Linked DNA regions of Mus musculus: regions 2, 3, 4 and 5 are each linked to region 1. A link is a contact called in public Hi-C and promoter capture Hi-C data. All regions are on one chromosome and are shown on one strand. The core of a region is the stretch at or near the end of the contact, and the rest is flanking DNA. Distances in the headings are between cores, read along the strand shown.

Region 1 (2,560 bases), core at 18-2,517:
ACTTAAAGACCAGTCTGGTGGTGTCCAACAGGCAGGGGGATGGCTCAGCGGTTAAGAGAACTTGCTGCTGTAGTAGATGACCTCATTTCTGTTCCTAACATCCATAGGGTGGCTCTATCAGTGTGTCACAGAGTGTTGCGGCCGGCTCACATGTCTGGGTTCTAGCCTGGGAGGCATCTTGGAATCTGGAAGAGAAGAGGGAGCTAGGCGGCGGGAGAGAGAATGGAACCAAGACAACTAGTCTGCTCAAGGTTCAATTTTACTATTCCCAGGCACTGGTTTATGAAGAAGGGGAAGGAACCCATTCCCGCCAAATCATCCTTGGAGTCCAGTTTCAGGTGACAACTTGATTAACTCCGGAACTGCTAGGCGGCAGGCAGTAGCAGTGGGAGTGGTAGAACGATAAGGTGGCAGGCTCCAACCCCCCCCCCCATGCTCTCTTCGTGCTATCAGTGAAACCTGTTCAGCCAGGTTTCAGGCTGAGGGGGGGGAGGGTACAAGAGGGTTATTTATGGTGCCCTCTTTTAGCCTTGGTGGGAGCTGCATGCATGTGGAGCACATACATACTACCTGCCAAAACCAAAATAAAATTTAAAAAGACTGGGCCATAAAAGTGGGAGCCAAGCATGGTGACACACGCCTTTAATCCCAGCATTCGAGAGGCAGAGGCAGGTGGATCTCTTTTGAGTTCGAGGCCAGCCAGGTCTACAAAGCGAGTCTAGGAGAGCCAGGGCTATAATTACACAGAGAAACCCTGTCTCTAAAAAATAAAAATGGGGCATGTTTTCGAATGTTGGTGCTCCCAGCTCCTGCAGTGTCGGTTAAATATATGACTAAGGTGGGGGAAAGTCAGCTCTGTTCAGGCATAGCTACCACGAGGACATGGACACAGGGCAACCCTGTGGGAAAAGTCGCAGCATCAAATCGTGTACATCCAGTGGGCAGTTTAGAGGGCGACTACCCATCATCTGGGAGGCTGCAGCGTAATCTGAGCCTCAGGACCACAGGTAGTGAGAAGTCGGATAGAGAACCGAGAGCCTAGAGAGGTCTGGCAGAGGTTTCCAGCCCGACTATCTTGCCTGCTCAGTGAAGGCACAGATTGAGAATCAGGAACCATCTCTGGCATTTGCGTTTACATCGGTTCCAGCAAACCTACCGAAAACAGCCGAGCCCGGCAGGTTAAGGAGGGACAAGCTAGAAAACGCCAGCCTACAGTACCACTCACTAACGCCCCGCTCCCCGCCCACCCGCACTGAGGCTGCGCGGCGACGCCGGCCTTTTACGACGGGTCGGAAAGCAGCTGTCGCAGCGACTTAACGTGGACCGGCAGCTATGGGGGTAAGGAGAGGCTAGTCGCCATTGGGGCATCCCGTCTGGTAGTAGCCCAGTGAGAGATGGGTCCGAGGCGGCGAGGGGCTCAGAGTGGCGAGCTCAGAGCAGGAGAGAATGGAAGGCGTGAGGCTCGGGTGGCGGGGCTTGAGTCGGGAGGGGCGGGGTGGGGCGTGGCACGCAGCTGAGCGGACGAGGCCTTGCACTCAGCGTGTCCCGCCCTCTTCTCAGAAAATCGCACTGCAGCTCAAAGCCACGCTGGAGAACGTCACGAACCTTCGGCCAGTGGGCGAGGACTTCCGGTGGTACCTGAAGGTGCGACGGAAGGCGGGTTCCTCTAGGGAAGGGAGGAGCATCCGGAGGCAGTGGGGCATCTTAGGGCTCAGGGCCCAGCCTTGATCACAGTGTTGAACTGGGAGCTTTTCTAAAAGTTCCACCGGGTCTGAGGTGCTTAACCAGGCATCTAAGTGAGATCTTCAGGATGGAATTTTAGATTTTATTTTTATTGATTAAACGTTAGTCTTATGTAATCTAGGCTGGCCTTGCGCTCTTTATGTAGCGAGGGATGACTTTGAACTCCTGATCTTCTTACTAGGATTACAGATGTTCGGCCTCCTCACACGGTGGAGTTTTGTGGTTTTATCCCTCTTCTGTTCTGGCGGGTATATCTGAATTTGGGGCCTCACGCTAGCACTCTCCTGATGTGAAATCCTTCCAGCTCTTAGTTTATAAACATACACGGAACAAAATATCATTTGAAGGGACCCTGTGCTTACTTAATATAGTGAATAAACCCACCTTGTTTTATTTGCTGGCTTTACTTATTGGGAAAGTTGGCCACCCTTTGACCTCACACAGTGCTAGTAAACTGGGTAGGTACCCTGCCCTAGAGGCCCAAACAGTGTGACACCCTTCATCGTCCCAGGCTGTGCTTTATTCTCCTAGTCTATCTCAGTGCCTCACATACCCAACCAAAGCCATAACTGATCACTCTTATTCCGCCACCCCCGCCCCAGCACTAGACAAGTGCAACACCATCGCACCCACAGCTCCTATTTCAAAATGTTTGGAGCAGGAGTTCCAGGGCCCATCTGAAGAACTTTGACTTGAAGAAACACAGAATAACAAAGGAGAGAGAAACAGAAACAAAATGACAACCCGTTAACCCCAGACTCAGGACCCCTAAGCACAGAACCAACCAGCAGAGTTGCTGGGGGCTTGAGACAACCTG
Region 2 (2,560 bases), core at 17-2,516, 1.4 Mb after region 1:
AGTATGAACACTAGTTTGGAGAGACAATACTCTGTCAAGAGGTGGCATTTATGACAAAAAGGAATTTGAGAGGAACCGGGCACTGGTGGCACATTCCTTTAATCTCAGCACTTGGGAGGCTGAGGCAGGCAGATTTCTGAGTTCAAGGCCAGCCTGGTCTACAGAGTGAGTTCCAGGACAGCCAGAGCTATACAGAGAAACCCTGTCTCAAAAAACCAAAACCAAAACCAACCAACCAACCAGACAAAAAAAAAAAAAAGAATTTGAGATGGGACTTTATGCACTCACTGTACCTCTGAACTCCACTGTGGCCCTACACCTGCTTTTTTTTTTTTTTTTTTTTTTTTTTTTTAAATTAAACAGTCTAGGCAGGACAGGGAGCAGGCAAGGCAAGCAGTTCCTTCTTGCTCCCAAGATTTTTACTTTAGAAGGATTTACATGCCTTCTTAATGTGATAGCAGGTAGAAAGATTTGTAATCCAGCTTTCTAGTTAGTTTTTAAACTTCGGGTAAGAGAGTTGTTTTGTTTTGTTTTGTTTTTTCTTTTCGGGGAGGCCCTTTTCTTTTTATTTCAGTCAGGGCCTTACTATGTGTCCTTGAACTCACTATGTAGAGCAGGCTGGCATGGAACTCTCAGAGATTAAAGGTATGTGCCACCATGCCTGGCTGGCTTTCACCATCCTCATTTGTATAACTTCTTTCTGTTTCAAATCCCCTATTCACACAATTTTTTAAAAAAGTATTTAGGCCTGGAGTAGTGGTACATCTCCTTAATCCCAGCACTCTGGAGGCAGAGGGAAGTGGATCTCTGTGAGTTTGAGGCCAGCCTGATCTATACAGTGAGCTTCGGGATAGCCATGGCTACACAGAGAGAGACCTTGTTTTAAACAAACAGCAAACAAACAAAAGCATTTAGTGCAGAATCACACACAATCAGAATTATTTAATGTTATTACTACTAAACCGCTCCTGTCATTACTTAGTACCATTACTTTTTTAGTTCCCACAACCCACCTGGACATGGTTCTAATTTCTCCCCGCACTTTACAGAAAACAGCAGCCCAGGAAGAAGGATGGTGGGTGACCTGCCTAAACTCAGGTCTCTGTGGCGCCGCCTCCGCTGACCGTCCACCCCAGAGCCCTATCCGCACCGGGTTTTCCAGGGAGGCCGGGGTCAGGGCCTGGTTCCGCGGCTCAGACTCCCGCTCCGGGCTTTGCGCGCCGCCACGGCCTGTGAGGCCGGCGGGGCGGGGCGGGGCGGGGCGGCGTGAGGAGGGAAGTTGTCGAAGTTCGGGGAGACGCCCGGCCGCCGGCCTCGCCTACGGCCTGTCCCTCCGCCTCCTTCCCGCCCCGGGCCCCCGTCCGTCCGTCCTTCCTTCCCCTCCCGTGCATGATGGAAACACCATGGCTGCGGCAGCCCAGCTCTCCCTGACACAGGTAACGCCGCCCGCCGGTCGGCCCGGCTCGACCCGCCGGGGTTCCCCGGCCCTCCCTCCCCCCCTCCACCGCTCTGGGGCGCTGGCGCGGCGGCTGCCCTCGGGCCGCACGGTGGGAGCGCGTGTGAGGAGTGCGGGCGCCATCCCGAGTCGGAGCGGGAGCGGCGAGCCGGGGCCGCCGCACCCCCGCCCCGGGTCGCCGGGCTCTCGGCTCCGCCCCGCGCGGCTCCCACCCGGCCGCCGCCCCCGCCGCGGGTCTCCGCGCCGCTCTCCTCCAGGTCCCGTCGGCGCTCACCTTCTCGGCAAGTTTCTCCTCCGGGCCTGACGGCCGCCAGGTGAGCTCCGGTGGGGCTCACGCTAGACAGCGGCCGCGGGCGATGCGAGGCTCGACTTCGGCGGGGCAGGGTTCCCTCAGCTTCGCTCTGCTCCGGTCCGCGGGAGCGACGACTGCCGAGTTCCCCTCAGTTCCCTCAAGTCAGCCTGGCTTCCAGAAGTCGCATCCTGTCCGGGCACTTGACCCACTCACTTCTGCTCAGATCCCCTTGCAGACTTTCCCACCCGCGAGGGCGCCGTCTCTGATCGTCGTCCGAGGGGTCATGGTGCCAGCCTTCTGCAGGTGGGGCGCCTCTTTCCTCCCTGGTGCCCGGAACCACCGGGGAGATAACTTTGTCCTGGGACGATCTCGACCAAAAGCTGTTCTCGGAGTCTGTTCTCGGAGTCTCGCCTCTTTATCATCATCATCATTATTAAAATGTTCTCTTCCTTCAGAGCCCCATCCTCGAGGGATACATCTAAACATCACTCACTTAGGAGAACCTGAGTTCTCCGTTTCTGTAAAACCAAGCGTAGTCATCTCAAGACACCCAGGAGGGATGAGGTACCAAACACCTGCCAGTCCCTTTCATCTTCACTGCCCAGAAGTTTGCCTTCTCCATAGCTGGGGGCTGTGTACTCCCTGGTATAAGCCCACCTCAGCCTATCAGCCTGCCCTGTGATAGCTCCCTGCCATCTTGTCTCCTTGGCCTAGATTTGCCTGTACTTATAAGGTAGGGCATGTGTTTGGGTAATAGATTATTTCTATGTTATGATAAAGAGGTTTTGAGGTGTTTCTTTCCAAGAACTTGG
Region 3 (2,560 bases), core at 38-2,537, 1.3 Mb after region 1:
CATTAAATGGGAATAATGAATACCTACCTTGCAAATTTATTAAGAGTAAATGAATTAAGGTGCCCACTAGACTACACTAAAAGCTCGAGAAGAGAGGCAGCGTCTACACAGCTGTCGATTCTTGCTGGAATGAAGACCCGCAGGACAGGAACTCAATGATATTTTTAAATGAATGAATAACTATGTGTCCCTACTTCCCTCATCCACACTAACTCTTCTCCCATAATCGTATTTCTTCGTTTTTCTTCTATCATTTTCTAAAGCCTTCAAGACATTCTATATTTTGTCCTTCTGGGTGCTTTTCTTCTTCTCACGGGCTATTATTAACAATACAGCTCAAAGAAAGTGGCCCCGTTAGTAATTTCTCCAACACCGCCCACCTTCCATTTCTAATGCGAAGGAGGTGGAAGAGGCGGTCAGAACATAGGCTCCACAGCATTTCATCTACCTACCCTGGGCCACTAACTCGCGTCAACAACAGCGAAGTCGGTCCTCTCCAGAACACAACTTTCAGGGCAACTGCACCATCTCTTTCTACATCTCCGCAACCAGAAGACTCGCGCAGAGGGAATCCTCTGCTCTCAAAAGTTACGGAGTCCGTTACACTCGTGCCCCGCTGGAAAGAGGGGTGCATCCCCACAGTAGGACAGCCTTGCTGGACAGACTGATGGGATTTCAGAGCCCACGGTGTGGACGCGGGTCACCTTTGGACCTGGCCAGGTTCCTCTGACCACTGCTCCGAGAAGGCAGCGCTCTTCGAGCCCTGGAGGGAAGCTAAGGGGTGCGGCCAGTGCCCGGGCTGGGGACAGGAGAGACGCACAGTGTGGACAGCTAGGCTGACCTGCCACACCGGGACTACGCCCACCCGTACCTCGTCTCAGCGCAGACCCTACCTAGTCACAGAACCACTCCCTGAGACACCCGGCTCGCCCCCGGCCCATAAATCAGCCGGCCGGCGCTGCTCACTGGCTGGGTCCGCATCTCCCTTCTGGTCATTGGCTACCCGCACGCAAAGCCCTCCTCCACAAGGGAACCTCGCGTACGGCGGTCTCTCAGCGGAGCACCCCCGCCCCGGCTCCGCGTAGCTCGCCGTCCCAGCAGCGCGGCCTCAGCCACTCACCGTGTAGTAGGAGAGCAGCCCTGCATTGTAGTCCAGCACGAACCAACGATACTGCCATCCCTTCATCACGTTAGTCCATTTGCTCAGCGGCCCTTCCACGATGGACGCCATCTTGGGAGCCGCCAATGACAACAAACGGCCTGACGTCAGTCGCCTATATGGCATTCGGCATGCAGGGGGCGGGGTCTCCGAGAGCCTAGGCGGGACCAGGGCGTGAGTGGGCGGGGCCAGGTGCGGCTCCTCTGTGCAGCTGGTGGACCCACGCCCCTGGCAATCCTAGTCAAGCATGCTTTGTTTCTTTCTCTCTTCGCCTATTGTGTATAGGGCGGGCTGTTATGGAGGCAGAAAACTGAGAAAGCGAGCGTGAATATTTAGATTATTTATCCAAAACAGGCGTGAAGGTGGATACCTGTAATCCCAGCACTTGGGAGACCAGAGGATCGGTAGTTCAAAGCCAGACTCAGCTAAGTAAGACTGACAAAAAAAAGAAAAGAAAAAAAGGAGAGAAGGAGAAAAGGGGAGTGGGGGGACAGAGAGACGGAGGGGAGGGGGGTTTAGAGGTGGGTGTAAGGGAGGGAGGGAGAGACAGACAGACAGAGAGAATAAGAGAAAAACATCTTCAAGAGGATCTGGAGGGTAGGGGAGCACACAACTGCCTGTAACTCCAGGCCATCAGAACTGAGGGTACCAGCACTTAGGAGCAAATATTCCCACCCCACTCAGACATACTCACTAAAGTACATATAACTAAAACTAAATTTTTTTTTTGTAAGTTCAAGATAATCCTTGACTACATAATGAGTTTGAGAGTAGTGGGTGCTACATAAAACTTTTTTTTAAATTGTAACATAAGTTTTGTTGGGTTTTTTGTTTTTTTTTTTTTTTTTTTTTTTTTTTGGAGACAGAGTCTCTTTTGCAGCCTTGGCTGTTCTGGTATTTGCTATATATAGGTAGACCAGGCTGTCCTCTAACTCACAGAGATCTGTCTGCTTCTGGGCTTGGGTTAAAGGTGAGAGCCACCACACCTGGCCAAAGAATTCTATATTTAAGAACCTAGTGATTGGGAAAGCTGGAGAGATGGCTCATCATCGGGTAAGCACTGACTGCTCTTGCAGAGGTCCTGAGTTCAATTCCCAGCAACCACAGGGTGGCTCACAACCATTTGTAATGAGATCTGATTCCCTCTTCTGGTGTGTCTGAAGACCAACTGTGTACTCACATACATAAAATAAATAAATAAATCTAGAAAAAGAAGGGGAAGAAGAACCCAGTGATCCTCTTTTGGCCTCCCTGGCCCCAGACATGTATGTAGTACACAGATATGCATGCAGGCAAAAAGAACTCATATACTTCTTGTTTTGTTTTGTTGTTTTACTGTAGAGAAAAATCTAGGGCTTTGTGCATGCCAGGAGAACATTCTACCCCTGCTATATTAGTCAG
Region 4 (2,560 bases), core at 17-2,516, 1.2 Mb before region 1:
GAACATGTGAAATGGTAAGAAAGAATCCACCTCACAAGGCTAGCCACTGATCTCTGTAAGTATGTACACACGTATACACACACACAAACAGTTTTACGAAGGGGGGATATAGCTCACTTACCCAGCATATGTGAGATTCTGGGTTCAATTTCCAGATACACATACACACACACACATTTATCTCAGTTTTTGAAGGACTTTAATTTCTATTGAGAAAATTACACTGCTCCTTTTCTTACATTGTGTCATTCACTGAAAAGCAATCCCCCTCCTCTCTCTGGTACTACAGTAGTGGTGGACCTCGTGGCACTCATCACACACCCTTCCTGATTTGTTAGGGCAATCAGGCTTTTCATCCAAGTCAGGCCTCTGGGGCTTGGAACTGTACACATTTACTTAGAAGGCATCCAAAGGAGAATGTGTGGAGTCAACACTGACATGTTAGCCATAATACTTTCGCTCAACTCAACAAGGACACAAAAGAAGTGCTGGGTGACAGTAAGATACCTTCTGGATATCGATCATCATCAAAAATCATCGACTGGAGGCAGGCCAAGTCAGGAAACTCCTCGGGGTCAATTTCTGATGGCGCTTTTTTCATAAATAGGGGAATCTTGTCAAATTCCTAGAATTTAAAAGAACAATTAGCGTTGTCTACTGATTAGATCCAATCCCAGGACACGACATCATAAAGTTTTTTCCTCGCTGAGCATGATATGCAAATCCTAAGGATTGGCTGGAGCTAGACATCCAGTTTCTCAGGTGTTAAATGTGGGATCCTGATTTCCAACGCTCTCCATGGGTGGTAGCAATCACCTTCAACTAGGCGCTGTCGCGTTCCTGACCACCTTCACCATCTCCTTTCAAGTTTACCCTAACCTGGGTGCTGCAGTAAAACAACTAAGGGACCCCTGGTAGTAGAGCCTGGTGGTGGTGTGTGACAGGACTGCCTGCAAAACCCCCGTGGTCTTAAACGCAGTCAACTTATACGCAAAACCTCGAGGCGGACGGTTTCTACCAGTGACCAAGCCTCGAGGACCAAGCTCCTACCCCAGAAGCCCCCGGCGCCGCCCACCTCCTCCCACTGATCCTCGCGGAAGCCGCCGCGGTAAGGCTGGCTCTGAAACTTTTCCAGGAACGCGTCCATGGAAGCGTCCTCTGTAGGCTCAGGCTCAGAACTCTCCATGGCAGCTCGCAACTTCGGCGCTTCAGTCCCGGGACCAAGAAACGCGCCGCTCCTTCCGGCGGCAGGGATGCCCTTCCTTTTGCAGTCCGGGCTGCGCGAGGCTATGCCTCTCGGGTTCCGCCGGCCTGGGGGCGTGGCCTGCCTGGAGGTGTGGCCTGACTCCGCGCTTTCCCTCTCGCCCAGCCCCACCCATCCATTGCAGAGTTTGCCTGGCCTCTAGTCTCCTCGCTTTGGGGCGTGGTTAGGTTAACTCCCTTTTGTATCTAAACTCTTCATCTCCACTCTCCAACCCTGATGCTTTTATGTCTTTTCTATAAATGTTCTCAAAAGATGACTTCGTAGCCAGGCCACATGATATTTGTCTGTAATCCTAGCACTTAGGTTTAATAGGAGAACCATAAGTTCAAGACCAGTCTAGACTATATAGCAAGACCCTATTTCAAACAAAACAAAACTTTTGAGCATACAAATACTTTTTTTTTCTTCACGCAGCACAAGGTTTGAGGTCCCCATACACCCCTACAACCTATAACTACATGTGAAACTCCATGTGGCTTACCCTACAAGGATGGGTGCCCAGCCTGCCTGCTCACCTCATGGATACTACAACAACAGAGGTCTTCACAGATACCCCCATAGGCCCATGGGAAAATTACCCCGAGATGTATGCCCACAGGTAGAATCCTTGGGCTGTGATTATTGACACATTCACCACTACTGACTAGTAACAGGTTCTTGTTCAGTACAGCTGCATTGATCTTTCGCCCCACCAGCCTTGCCCCGGGGTCCCTACATCCCACGAAGAGTTTTCTGAAGTTGACATCTGCTCATATATCTCTCTTCTCAGCACCCCCACCATGCCTCCCCACTGCCCCTACCTCCTCAGCAGTCTCCATGGCCTTAGGACCTGGCCCTTGCATCTCTCCTCTTTTTCCAGGTTCCCTCTCACTGGGACTTTGAAGAGGGTCCCATGTACCTGAGGGTACCTTTGCACCCACAGATGACCAGATGTGGTCATCTTTCCAAACCTCCTTGAGAAGTCTCTTGTCTGGCAAGTCATTCCAGCGGACACACACAACCTCTGGATACCACAGTCCCCATGCTTCCCGCTGAGCTCATCTCTGAAAAATTTCAACCCGGGAACCATTTGGATGTGGGGGCTGTCCTGCCTGTAATGTCCTGTAAGGCATTTAACAGTGTGCCTGACACCCGCTCTTTACCCAACAGCTGTTAGTAACATTGACACTGTCAGGTGGCAACACCAAATATGTCTCTGGATATTTTTGCATTAGTGTTAGGCAAACCGGATGACGAGTCAAGGGTGAGACTCGGCGACCAGGGTTCCCGAATATGCATGACGTCATAGGTGGGAAG
Region 5 (2,560 bases), core at 41-2,540, 1.1 Mb after region 1:
TTACCACTGCCCGGAATCTTAATGCTTTCAAATACTTCTGCCCCAGTTCATGTATCCTCTTCAATACTTTGTCTTCCTACCCTGTTTTGTAGTCTTAGCATTTATTGTTTTTTTTTTTTAATGTATTATTTATGGTCAGTTTCTTCCCATAAGAAACTAAACTTCAAGCCAAGGATTTTTTGTTGTTTTTGAGACGGTCTTAGTAGGTAGACATGGCTGGCTTGGAACTGCTTTGTAAACCAGGCTGGCCCTGAACTTAAAGAGATTCACCTGCCTCTGTCTCCCTGAGTGCTTGAGATTCAAGGTGTGGACTACCACACCGGCAACGATTTGTTTTGTGTATGGCTTTATCTTCAGCCACACAAAGGTTCAGAGGCAGGAAAGACAACCACTAATGTATCTATCGGCTTAAAGTCTTTTTGTTGTTGTTGTTGTTTACTCATATTCATTTCGTTTATCTCTTCCATGTGGTATGATCTCATTCAATGGTGTCTATCAGCTTTTTATTGTTATCTGGTCAACTGCTTTTTATTTTATATTGTGTCTGTTCCAGTCGCTGCAAAAGCATTGGCAAAAACAAAAACAAAAAGCTTGGGAAAGTTACTTGAGGTTAGTAGCCTAACATGTTCTTGCTTTTCAGTAAAAGTTGGCCAAACTTAAAGGTAGGCTGAGGACTACTCCAGGGTGTGGAAGCTTAAAAAAATAAACAATTCGCATACAAGAGTGAGCATATTGAAACAGATCTGGAGCGTGAAAAGCACCAATGGTTTGGCAGCCTACAGGATGGAAAGATGCAATTGTTATTTCCGGTGCTTAGTGACCCACAAGCACTGCATCCATCTCGGGATAGGGTGGGAAAAGACTTCCGGTGCTCTGCTCTTTTAAAAAAGAGACCCGCTGAGTCACTCTAAGAATAGAGTGCAAAAAATACACCGCAAGTGGGTGAAGAAGATCAGCATCCACTATCGCGACTCACTTCTGTGTTTTCTCGCTGGGGAATATTTTCTCAGACACGGAGCGCTACGCGGTTTTCCTAAAAACAGCTACGGACGCACGTCACAATCGCAGCAAGACTTCTCCCATCATCCTCCGCCTCTTTTCCTTCGCCCCGCCCACGTCAGGTTTCGAAATGCTCTCTGGGTGCGCCAGGAACCCGGCCTATTTCTATTGGTCTCTCGCTTCCCCTACTCCCATTGGCTGTTTCTGCAAACGTGACGGCCGTTGTGCGTTGTGATTGGCTAGAGTCCATAGCGTCATCGGCTGTCAGGAGGGTGGGATGAAGAAAGTCGGTGTGAGCGAGGCCGGGTTGGAGGAGGGGTTCAGGCCTGTCCTCCCCAGCGGCTGGGGCAGCAACAACGCCGGCCGCCGCCGTCGCCCCTGGGACGCGGAGGAGGAGGAGTGGCTGGAGGTGTAGGAGGAGGAGGTGGGCCTGGGGAGCGGGATGTCCAGCGCTACGACTTGCTGGTGAATGCTGAGGAGAGTCGCGGTTGCTGCAGTCTGTGTCACCGGGAGGAAGTTGCGGTGTGAGGCCGGGCGGGAGCTCACGGCTCTGGGGCGAATCGAAGCACGGGGTCTGTGCGAAGAATCATCGAAACCCTTTCCTACGCTGACCATGCCTGGAAGAAACAAGGCGAAGTCCACCTGCAGTTGCCCGGACCTGCAGCCCAATGGACAGGACTTGGGCGAGAGCGGCCGGCTTGCTCGTCTAGGAGCGGATGAATCTGAGGAGGAGGGACGGTCTTTCAGTAATGTCGGGGACCCTGAGATCATCAAGTCTCCCAGCGATCCCAAGCAGTACCGGTGAGGGAGGAGGCTCGGACTGGGGAGAACAGGGTGCGGGCTTCGGTTGGTGCTGTAGTGACTTCTGGTCTCCATGTCTCCCGGAGAAGCAACAGGGTGTTACTACTTCCCATCCCAAATGTGTGTTTGGGTGAGGCGGCCAGGGCAATTTGGAGTAGACGAGGCTGGCCTTTAACTCAGAGATCTGCTTGCCTCTGCCTCTCAAATGCTGGGATTAAAGGTATCCGCCGCCACTGCCCGGCTATTTTTGACTTATATTAAAGCAAGAATTAAGGTTTCCATGAGGAAGACAGGATGGATGGTAAAGGGGAGGAGGGTTGGTAAGGAAAGCTTGACAGTTAGTGATTCTGAATTTTGGCGGAGAGGATATTTGAGATGTGTGTGTGTGTGTGTGTGTGTGTGTGTGTGTGTGTGTGTTATTTTTGTTCAGTCTCAATCCAAAGGTGTATGAGTAAAGAGAGGTAAAACAGAGTGAAAATTACGAAAAGGATGCTGTGGTTTTAATAAAAGAACTTTACATCACCCTTTTCGTAATTATCACTCCTGTTTACCTCTCTTAGCTAGCCTGAGATGGAGTGGCTTGTAACCATGGGTAGCTAGCCACAACTAGAATGGCTTAGCTAGATGACTTCTTCCAAAACGTATTAGAGATATCTTGGGCCTCAGTTGTATGAATGGTAGGCGTGTAAGATCCCATTTTATACAATGTTTCAATCATGTGTAATGAATGAATGAATGGTGACTCAATCCCCCACCTGAA

The links. Promoter capture Hi-C pulls out the DNA fragments that hold promoters and counts their contacts. Hi-C and Micro-C count contacts between places; a contact is called where the count stands out from the background. Capture Hi-C pulls out chosen DNA fragments and counts their contacts.
Region 2: a promoter capture Hi-C map of liver shows a contact between it and region 1, with 3 times the contacts expected there. The contact joins the promoter of Eps15 here to the promoter of Czib in region 1. A contact is called at or near these places in 1 of 39 promoter capture datasets (cranial neural crest), 2 of 484 Hi-C or Micro-C datasets (B cells and regulatory T cells) and 2 of 9 other capture datasets (adipose tissue and liver).
Region 3: a contact with region 1 is called in a promoter capture Hi-C map of adipose tissue, with 2.8 times the contacts expected there. The contact joins the promoter of Osbpl9 here to the promoter of Czib in region 1. A contact is called at or near these places in 1 of 39 promoter capture datasets (pre-B cells) and 2 of 9 other capture datasets (adipose tissue and liver).
Region 4: a promoter capture Hi-C map of liver shows a contact between it and region 1, with 2.5 times the contacts expected there. The contact joins the promoter of Ttc4 here to the promoter of Czib in region 1. A contact is called at or near these places in 2 of 39 promoter capture datasets (erythroid cells and liver) and 1 of 484 Hi-C or Micro-C datasets (B cells).
Region 5: a contact with region 1 is called in a Hi-C map of CD8 T cells, with 3 times the contacts expected there. The contact joins the promoter of Nrd1 here to the promoter of Czib in region 1. A contact is called at or near these places in 1 of 39 promoter capture datasets (pre-B cells) and 2 of 484 Hi-C or Micro-C datasets (CD4 T cells and CD8 T cells).

The regions. Positions count from the first base shown.
Region 1 is chr4:107,888,559-107,891,118 of GRCm38.p6, forward strand. Czib (CXXC motif containing zinc binding protein) reads left to right here and starts at 1,268. Exons shown (of 8, transcript NM_001347160.1): 1 at 1,268-1,338; 2 at 1,561-1,644. The coding sequence starts at 1,333.
Region 2 is chr4:109,279,009-109,281,568 of GRCm38.p6, forward strand. It overlaps Eps15 (epidermal growth factor receptor pathway substrate 15), which reads left to right and starts at 1,267. Exons shown (of 25, transcript NM_007943.3): 1 at 1,267-1,436. The coding sequence starts at 1,404. It overlaps Gm40225 (a long non-coding RNA gene), which reads right to left and starts at 1,315. Exons shown (of 3, transcript XR_868003.2): 1 at 1,014-1,315.
Region 3 is chr4:109,200,985-109,203,544 of GRCm38.p6, forward strand. It overlaps Osbpl9 (oxysterol binding protein-like 9), which reads right to left and starts at 1,288. Exons shown (of 24, transcript NM_001368727.1): 1 at 1,121-1,288. The coding sequence starts at 1,231. It overlaps Gm46867 (a long non-coding RNA gene), which reads left to right and starts at 1,209. Exons shown (of 3, transcript XR_001784406.1): 1 at 1,209-1,265.
Region 4 is chr4:106,677,678-106,680,237 of GRCm38.p6, forward strand. Ttc4 (tetratricopeptide repeat domain 4) reads right to left here and starts at 1,267. Exons shown (of 10, transcript NM_028209.2): 1 at 1,076-1,267; 2 at 508-625. The coding sequence starts at 1,186.
Region 5 is chr4:108,999,365-109,001,924 of GRCm38.p6, forward strand. It overlaps Nrd1 (nardilysin, N-arginine dibasic convertase, NRD convertase 1), which reads left to right and starts at 1,291. Exons shown (of 31, transcript NM_146150.3): 1 at 1,291-1,800. The coding sequence starts at 1,469.